2 separate regions of the Danio rerio genome follow, and region 2 is linked to region 1. A link is a contact called in public Micro-C data. All regions are on one chromosome and are shown on one strand. Each heading gives the region's core, a stretch centred on a gene start, on an enhancer-like site or on the middle of the called end of the contact. The rest is flanking DNA. Distances are from core to core; before and after follow the strand shown. Region 1 overlaps copb1 (COPI coat complex subunit beta 1). Region 2 overlaps tub (TUB bipartite transcription factor).

Region 1 (3,502 bases), core at 660-3,159:
TGAGCCCCCAACACACAGTTGATGGATCAAAGATGTGATGTGTTTTATTCAGCTTGAAAATTTTTTAATTTACTCTAACATTTTTGAAACATGGCATCCCCATGGTTATCTTACATATGTTGATAATTTACAATTCTTAGAGTAGTGGGATTTTGCACTTTCCTTTTTTTACATTTATTTATTTGTCACTATTATATGTATTTATTTATTTGTATTGGAGTTGTAAATGCACTTTATACATACACTGCTGTGCTTATGTGTGGCCCTTGAGGACTGTAATGTTTGCAGGCTTTTAGCTATGTGTCTTTTTTGTTAAAGCCACAAAAGAGATATTAGTGTTGGGGATGTTTGTTTGTACATTTGTCTTTTGTTGTTGTTGACTGCTTGTTTTTTTTTCTGTGCAAATTTGTAAAAAAAAAAAAAAAAAACTTCCTATAAATAAAGTATATAAAAAGCCGTGTGTGTGTCCCATATTTACTTGTGACCCAGCTGACCAAGTTGCATATTACTACAGGGTGTCAAAATGGCTTGTAATAATTTAGGAGAAAAAAAAAACATAACATTTACATTTCTTAATTCCTTCCCTGTACAAAGAGATGATTTACCATAGGTAACCTATTAGCCAATAAGCAGAGAGGGACTTCAAACGTCACTGGGAAGCCTTTAAGTCAATAAACAGTCATGGTAATCTAACTGATTAGCACAAACTATTTGTTCATATGGATATATTTTACTGAGTTCCTGTACACAAGTGGGACATTCTTAGACTGTTGCCAGAAGTGATGCTGTAAAGGGACAGTTCACCCAAACATTTACTTGCTATATACTAGGGCTGTGCAATTAATCGAAAATTTAGTTTCGATTTCGACTTCAAACGATTATAAAAAAAAACATTAATTAAGATAAAAGGATTATTGCATCATATACCTCCCCCTCTCCAGTTGGACACATTTGTATTGTAATTAGAGTTACTAGCCTTCCTGAATTATTAGCAACCCTTTTTCCCTCAAATTCTGTTTAACGGAGAGAAGATTGTTTCAACCCATTTGTAAACATAAGTTTAATAAGTCATTTATCTAATAACTGATTTCTTTTATCTTTGCTATGCGGTGTCTTTGCAGTACATAATATTTAACTAGATATTTTTTTAAATACAAGCATTCAGCTTTAGGTGCAATTCAAAGGCTTAATTAGGATTATTAGGTAAGGCATTGTATAACAGTAGCTTATTCTGCATACAATCAAAAAATATTGTGCTTAAGGGGGCTAATAATATTGACCTTAAAATAGGTTTCAAAGTATTTAAACATGCTTTTGTTCTAGAAAAAAAATAAAACAAATAAGAATTTCTCCAGAAGAAAAATATTATAGCAATTACTGCAAAAAATGCCTTGCTCTGTTTAACATAATTTGGGAAATATATAAAAAATAATAATAATAATAATAAAATAATAATAATATTCACGGGAGGGAGAATAATTTTGACTTCATCTGTATATCATTTTGAATAATCATGATTACAATTATGACCAACAAAATCGTGATTATGATTTTTTCCCCATAATTGAACAGGTTCCAGGTTGCTTCAAAATATCTTGTGTTCAACAGAAGAAAGTCGAACAGCTTTGAGTGAACTATCCCTTTAAGCGTTAAAATTTCCATCAGTTGAACAAACATGCCCTCTGGTGGTGAACAGACAAACTTTTCAACTATGTTTAGGCTCCAGCTAGTTAGTCACCATTACAAAAACAAGATTCAAACTGACAAAATCTGCTAAACACCTTATTAAGTTTGGAGGCCAGTGGATCTGTGGCTTCTTTCCTCTGAGTATTGCCCATAGCGGCCAGCAGACTGAGCTGGAACTGGTCCTCTTTGGACGCCATCTCATTCTTAGCAGTTAACTGCATAAAGGAGATTGGATCGTCGGCCTGAACAGTCACATTACGCTTCTCAGACTCTTTCTGATAAAACAAGAACAGCAGAATTTATTAAAATGGCCACAAATAAAACCAGCAACAATCTAGTCATAGCATAACAAAAGAATCACCTTTACATGGATGTAGCAGTAACATGAGCACATTATTTAGTAGGTAATCAACAAGCATTAACATGTTTACCTTCTGAGACAGTTTCTCCTCTTCCAGTCGAACAGCGAGCATATGGGACAGGGATCTGCGGCACTCTTTGTTGAAGATGTCATTCATAAGAGGCGAGCACTCGGACAGGACCTTGAGACACAGTGAGATCCGGTCCACATCATCATCAGTGATGGGCTTCTTGGGTAGAGATGACTTGCCCAGATGGAGCACAGTGGCCATGATCAGCATGGCCTCTGCTACGAACGACTAAGAGTAGGAAAACATCCATTAGACTTGATTAATATGCTGACCCAGAGTTCATCAGAGAAGCAGTGATAAACATGCAAACTTACATTTTGTCTTCTTTTGTCTTCTGCGAGGGCAACATAGCGCAGGGCCACTTTGGTGAGGGTGGTGGCCAGTGAGGCAGCAACATAAAAGTCTCCATCCATCAGGAAACCCCTCAGAGGAGGCCTGCGGAATAGACATGTATGATAAAGATGAAATTATCTGTGGTAAATCAGTACAGTAGAGATGATTCTGTTGAACACAACAAAAAATATTTCGAAGAAAGCTGAAAACCTGTAACCTACCTTTGACTGTATAGTATTTGTTTTACCTCCCATGAAAGTCAATGGATACAGGTTTTCAGCTTTATTCGAAATATCTTATGGTGCTTTCACATCTGTAGTTTGCTTCATTTTATCCGGACCAAGGGCAATAAATGATACATTATAGCATTTTCTGCTGTCTTTGGGTCCTTTTTACACCACATTGATTGCTTTGGTCTGAACCAGTTGAAAAGAACCAAAATGCAGTCATCTGACAAAATCCACATTACTCATTGGCCAGATTTTATTGAGCATATTTCTTAAACTGCTTTTTGATTGGTCAGAATTCATGCGCAGGAAAATGCCAATGGAACTCCAGCAAGTAAACAAACTGGCAGACACAAAATGACTATGGAGCTACGACTGCGGTGATTGATTGTATACATTACTTTAGACAAACTATAGTTACATTTCGAGAATAAAGCGTGGCTGCAGCCGGAAAACAATGTTTTAAAGCATTACAAACGAAAAAGGCACATAGTAAGTCACTTCAGAAGGAGGCGTAAATTTATTTTGCTAAACTGCGAGATGGTCATCTTCCGGAAATAATACCAGCAATCCATCAGGTAATATTTTTCCCTCTCTCTCTCTCTGTTGGTAAAGCGCTGTCAACAATTATTTTTCCTTCACATTTCATAATGCACAGCGCATCGGTCTACGGCAGCTGGATTAGTCCAAAAAGGTGCAGTACTTTTTGCGGTAGGGTTTTAGTTTGGTCCGCTTTTGATACGCACTTGAGTGTGATTGCTAGATTCACACCTGCCTAAACGTACCGCACCAAAAGGGGAAAACGAAATCTAGTGTGAATCAACC
Region 2 (3,502 bases), core at 398-2,897, 140 kb before region 1:
ATTATATTATATTATATTATATTATATTATATTATATTATATTATATTATATTATATTATGACTATTATATTTAGACTATTATATTTATTATTATTTTAATTAAAACTATTAAAAGAGTGTTTTAGGCAGTTCATTCCGTTGTGGTGACCTCTGATAAAATCAGGGACTAAGCTGAAGGAAAATTAATGAATAAGTATTTTAATTCTTTTTTAAGTTACTTCTAAATTTCAAAGTCTAATTTTTGCTATATTTACATTTTCTGTTCCATTTTAATCTCAAGGTTTGGATAATTATGTTGAATTTTTGTTATTTTTATTAGTTTTTTGTTCTATCTACATACTACATGTCTGTACAACTTATATTATTATTATATATTTTTACAGTTTTATTTCATTTTACTTTTATGCTTTGATTAAAACATTTCTATAACAACTAGCAAGATGTTTTTTTTTTGTCTTAAAATACTGCTAATACAGTCAACTCAAAACATTTAATATTATTACATGTAAAGTGATATCAAATCAGTGTTGCTGCTGCTGGTGCTATCCTATCTCTACACTAAAAAAACTGTCTGTTAATGAACAGTTTACAACACTAATACAGTCTATTTTGTGCTTTCTGTTTATTTATGGTTCCATTTGTGACCTTGGTCTTTGCTCTTTCAAGTTTTGATGTTTAACTCTACAGTTCAACAAAGTGACTGTTATTGACCTTTAGTTGGAAATAACATACTGTATAAGAAATAATATAGAGGGAAATAAACATGTAAAATGTATAGAAAAAGAAAATGTATAGACAGTTTATTATAAGGTTTTTTTTTCCAATAAACACCAACCCAGACAATATATCACTTTAAAATATATTAAAAAAAAAATTAATATCAGTGACTTTTTAGAACTTTAAAGCAAGGTTAATTTTTTTTTCTTTGGAAGAAAAATCAAGGTTCAACATCGCCATTCAAAAACATAAATAAATAGGGAAACAGGAATCACAAAATATGGAAAACCATTAATTTACAGATGTTTTTCTAATCTAAACAACTACATTCTCACATAAAAAGCCTCAAAAGCACATTATGTTGCCCAACAGCTGCAATATTTGTCAAACTGTAGTAAGTTTATTGATCTGCTGTCACTCTATGTGGGTGAAGTAACACATAAGAATGAAGAGGTTGTAAGAGTGCTGTCATTGCAGAATATTGCACGGCTGTCAGCCAATCACATTTGAGAACCAGACAGACCTGTTGTAGATTTATCCCATTGTTTCTGGTAATATAATTAATACTAATTCAATGTCAAGTTCACTTTTAATTGCCAAAGGTTAAAAGTTTTCAAAACATGACATTTCTGAGATGCTGGCACATCATCAAGTTTAATTAAAGGAGCAAAATAGCACATCTAATCCTCCTTTAAATATCACAGAAACAGGGTTTTAACCCAAAGAATCCCAAATACCACAGCACAGCAATATTCCAGGTTAATTTTTGGCATTTCTAAGCACTGATTATGCACACATGCTAGCGACTGTGTCTGCTTTTCACACTCTCACCGACTGCTACTAATGAGATGACGTCTTTGCCACGTCTGGTTGCTTCAACCAACACACACACTGCAACACCGCAGCCCACAACCATAGCAACAAGAGACTAATTACTGCCAAAAAAAAAAAAAAAAGCACAGAACAAAATGGAGCACAGTATCAGCCTATGAAACACATCATGTGCAGCCATCAGCTCTGCTATTGTAATAGTACTCACATACACTGATGAGCTGTGAATGGAGATGCCTTATCACTACACTGCAGAAGACATACAAGAGAAGAAAGAGAAGAGGAATACACTGTAGCTCCAGTTTGATTTTGCAGATACATATACATATTTCTGCATATACAATATGTGCACTGTACTTTAATATAGGTGAATTGCAATGAATCATAGACTGAGTAAAAATAGATCAGTTCTTCGAAAGCATCCAGTTTTTTTTGATTAATTCCTCAATGCAAGCCAAGGAGATCAATGACAGGATTTACACTGACATCTAGTGGAAAATAATATATAAAGACATCATGCTTCATATGCGTTGTCCATTTTTTCCATTTTCAACTTATATTAGTGCTGTTAACTGCGCCACAGTGACACCCTTATATACTGTATATAAAAAATTTACATGTTAATATTTATCTAACTTTAAGCATATCCATGTATGTGTGTGCATTTTATATATGCATAATAACAGTACGTGCACATACTGTATAATATGTAAACAAACTTACTTATTTTGTTAGCGAATAGCTCAAAATATACATTATTCTATGATATTCTGACATTAATCCAATGAAGATTTAATTCAGACAATTGCATAAATAAATAAATAAATAAATAAATAAATAAACAAGAGAAAATACATTTTGCACCATCTCTGTTATTCAAATCACTGTTCTCATAATAGTCTTTAAAAAAAATGATTCATAGATAAACCATTACAAATGTTCATTCATTCATTTTCTTTTCGGCTTAGTCCCTTTATTAATCTGAGGTCGCCACAGCAGAATGAACTTATCCAGCAGGATGCTCGAACACAGCGGATGCCCTTTCAGCCGCAACCCAACACTGGGAAACACCCATACACTCTTCCATTGACACACTTACACAACGGACAATTTAGCATATTCAATTTACCTATACTGCATGTCTTTGGACTGTGAAGGGAAACCCACGTGAACACTGGGAGAACATGCAAACTTTACGCAGAAATGCCAACTGACCCAGCCGGGGCTCAAACCAGCGACCTTCTTGCTGTGAGACGACACGACAGTGCTACCCACTGCACCACCGTGACGCCTACATATGTTAATTAGTTTTAAAAAGCATTGAAACCAATTAAGTACACTATGTGGCGAATAATTTACCATATTAATTGCAGGTTAGTTTCAAATTAAATTTGGCTGAGAAATTATTCCTACAAAAATGTTTATTCATCGTGCTAAACAGGGTGCGAATTACACGGAGGTTGGGGGGGATTGACCCCTCTAATTACCATTTGATTCCCACTAAAGGATGTCAAAACAATATGCATGAGGTTCAGCCTTTTAATTGTAAGAATTTATTTCCTCTGATATATATGTTAAATAATAATTTGAATAATTAAAATATTAAAATACAAATATACATTTGACCACCCCTATAACAGTTCATACCATTGTGAATGCAAGAAGTCATTCAACAATCTGAAACCAGCAGATCTAGAGCACTGATACACACTGTGACAGTTCACAAGATACTTGTCTTGTAAAATAGGGGTTTCTGTCTATAGGTGTTACTACATATAGCCTAAAAGTAAACGAAAATAAGACTCGTAGTTTGTATAATTTGACCCACAGAGTAAACTTTTACACAGCTAATCAGAGCTGACATAATCAGAGAAACATAAGTTTTATTAATAAATTAGATACAATTTAAACAAATGCATACATTTGATTAACTGAAGCATGTATTACGTATTG

What was found. A called contact is a pair of places that touch in the nucleus more often than the background predicts.
Region 2: a contact with region 1 is called in a Micro-C map of caudal fin, with 11 times the contacts expected there. The contact joins two enhancer-like sites. A contact is called at or near these places in 2 of 18 Hi-C or Micro-C datasets (caudal fin and an unstated tissue).

Annotation. Positions count from the first base shown.
Region 1 is chr7:27,839,843-27,843,344 of GRCz12tu, reverse strand. copb1 (COPI coat complex subunit beta 1) reads right to left here. Exons shown (of 22, transcript NM_001002013.1): 14 at 2,432-2,552; 15 at 2,118-2,345; 16 at 1,782-1,961. Among named protein-coding and RNA genes, the nearest start is that of copb1, 15 kb to the right of the region's middle. Within about 2 kb of position 1,909, at least 1 of the 62 cell types and tissues checked has an H3K27ac peak or open chromatin away from gene starts, as enhancers often do. A contact at or near this core is called in caudal fin, where this site is marked.
Region 2 is chr7:27,979,011-27,982,512 of GRCz12tu, reverse strand. The region is part of intron 1 of tub (TUB bipartite transcription factor); the gene reads right to left. Among named protein-coding and RNA genes, the nearest start is that of tub, 59 kb to the right of the region's middle. Within about 2 kb of position 1,647, at least 4 of the 62 cell types and tissues checked have an H3K27ac peak or open chromatin away from gene starts, as enhancers often do. A contact at or near this core is called in caudal fin, where this site is marked.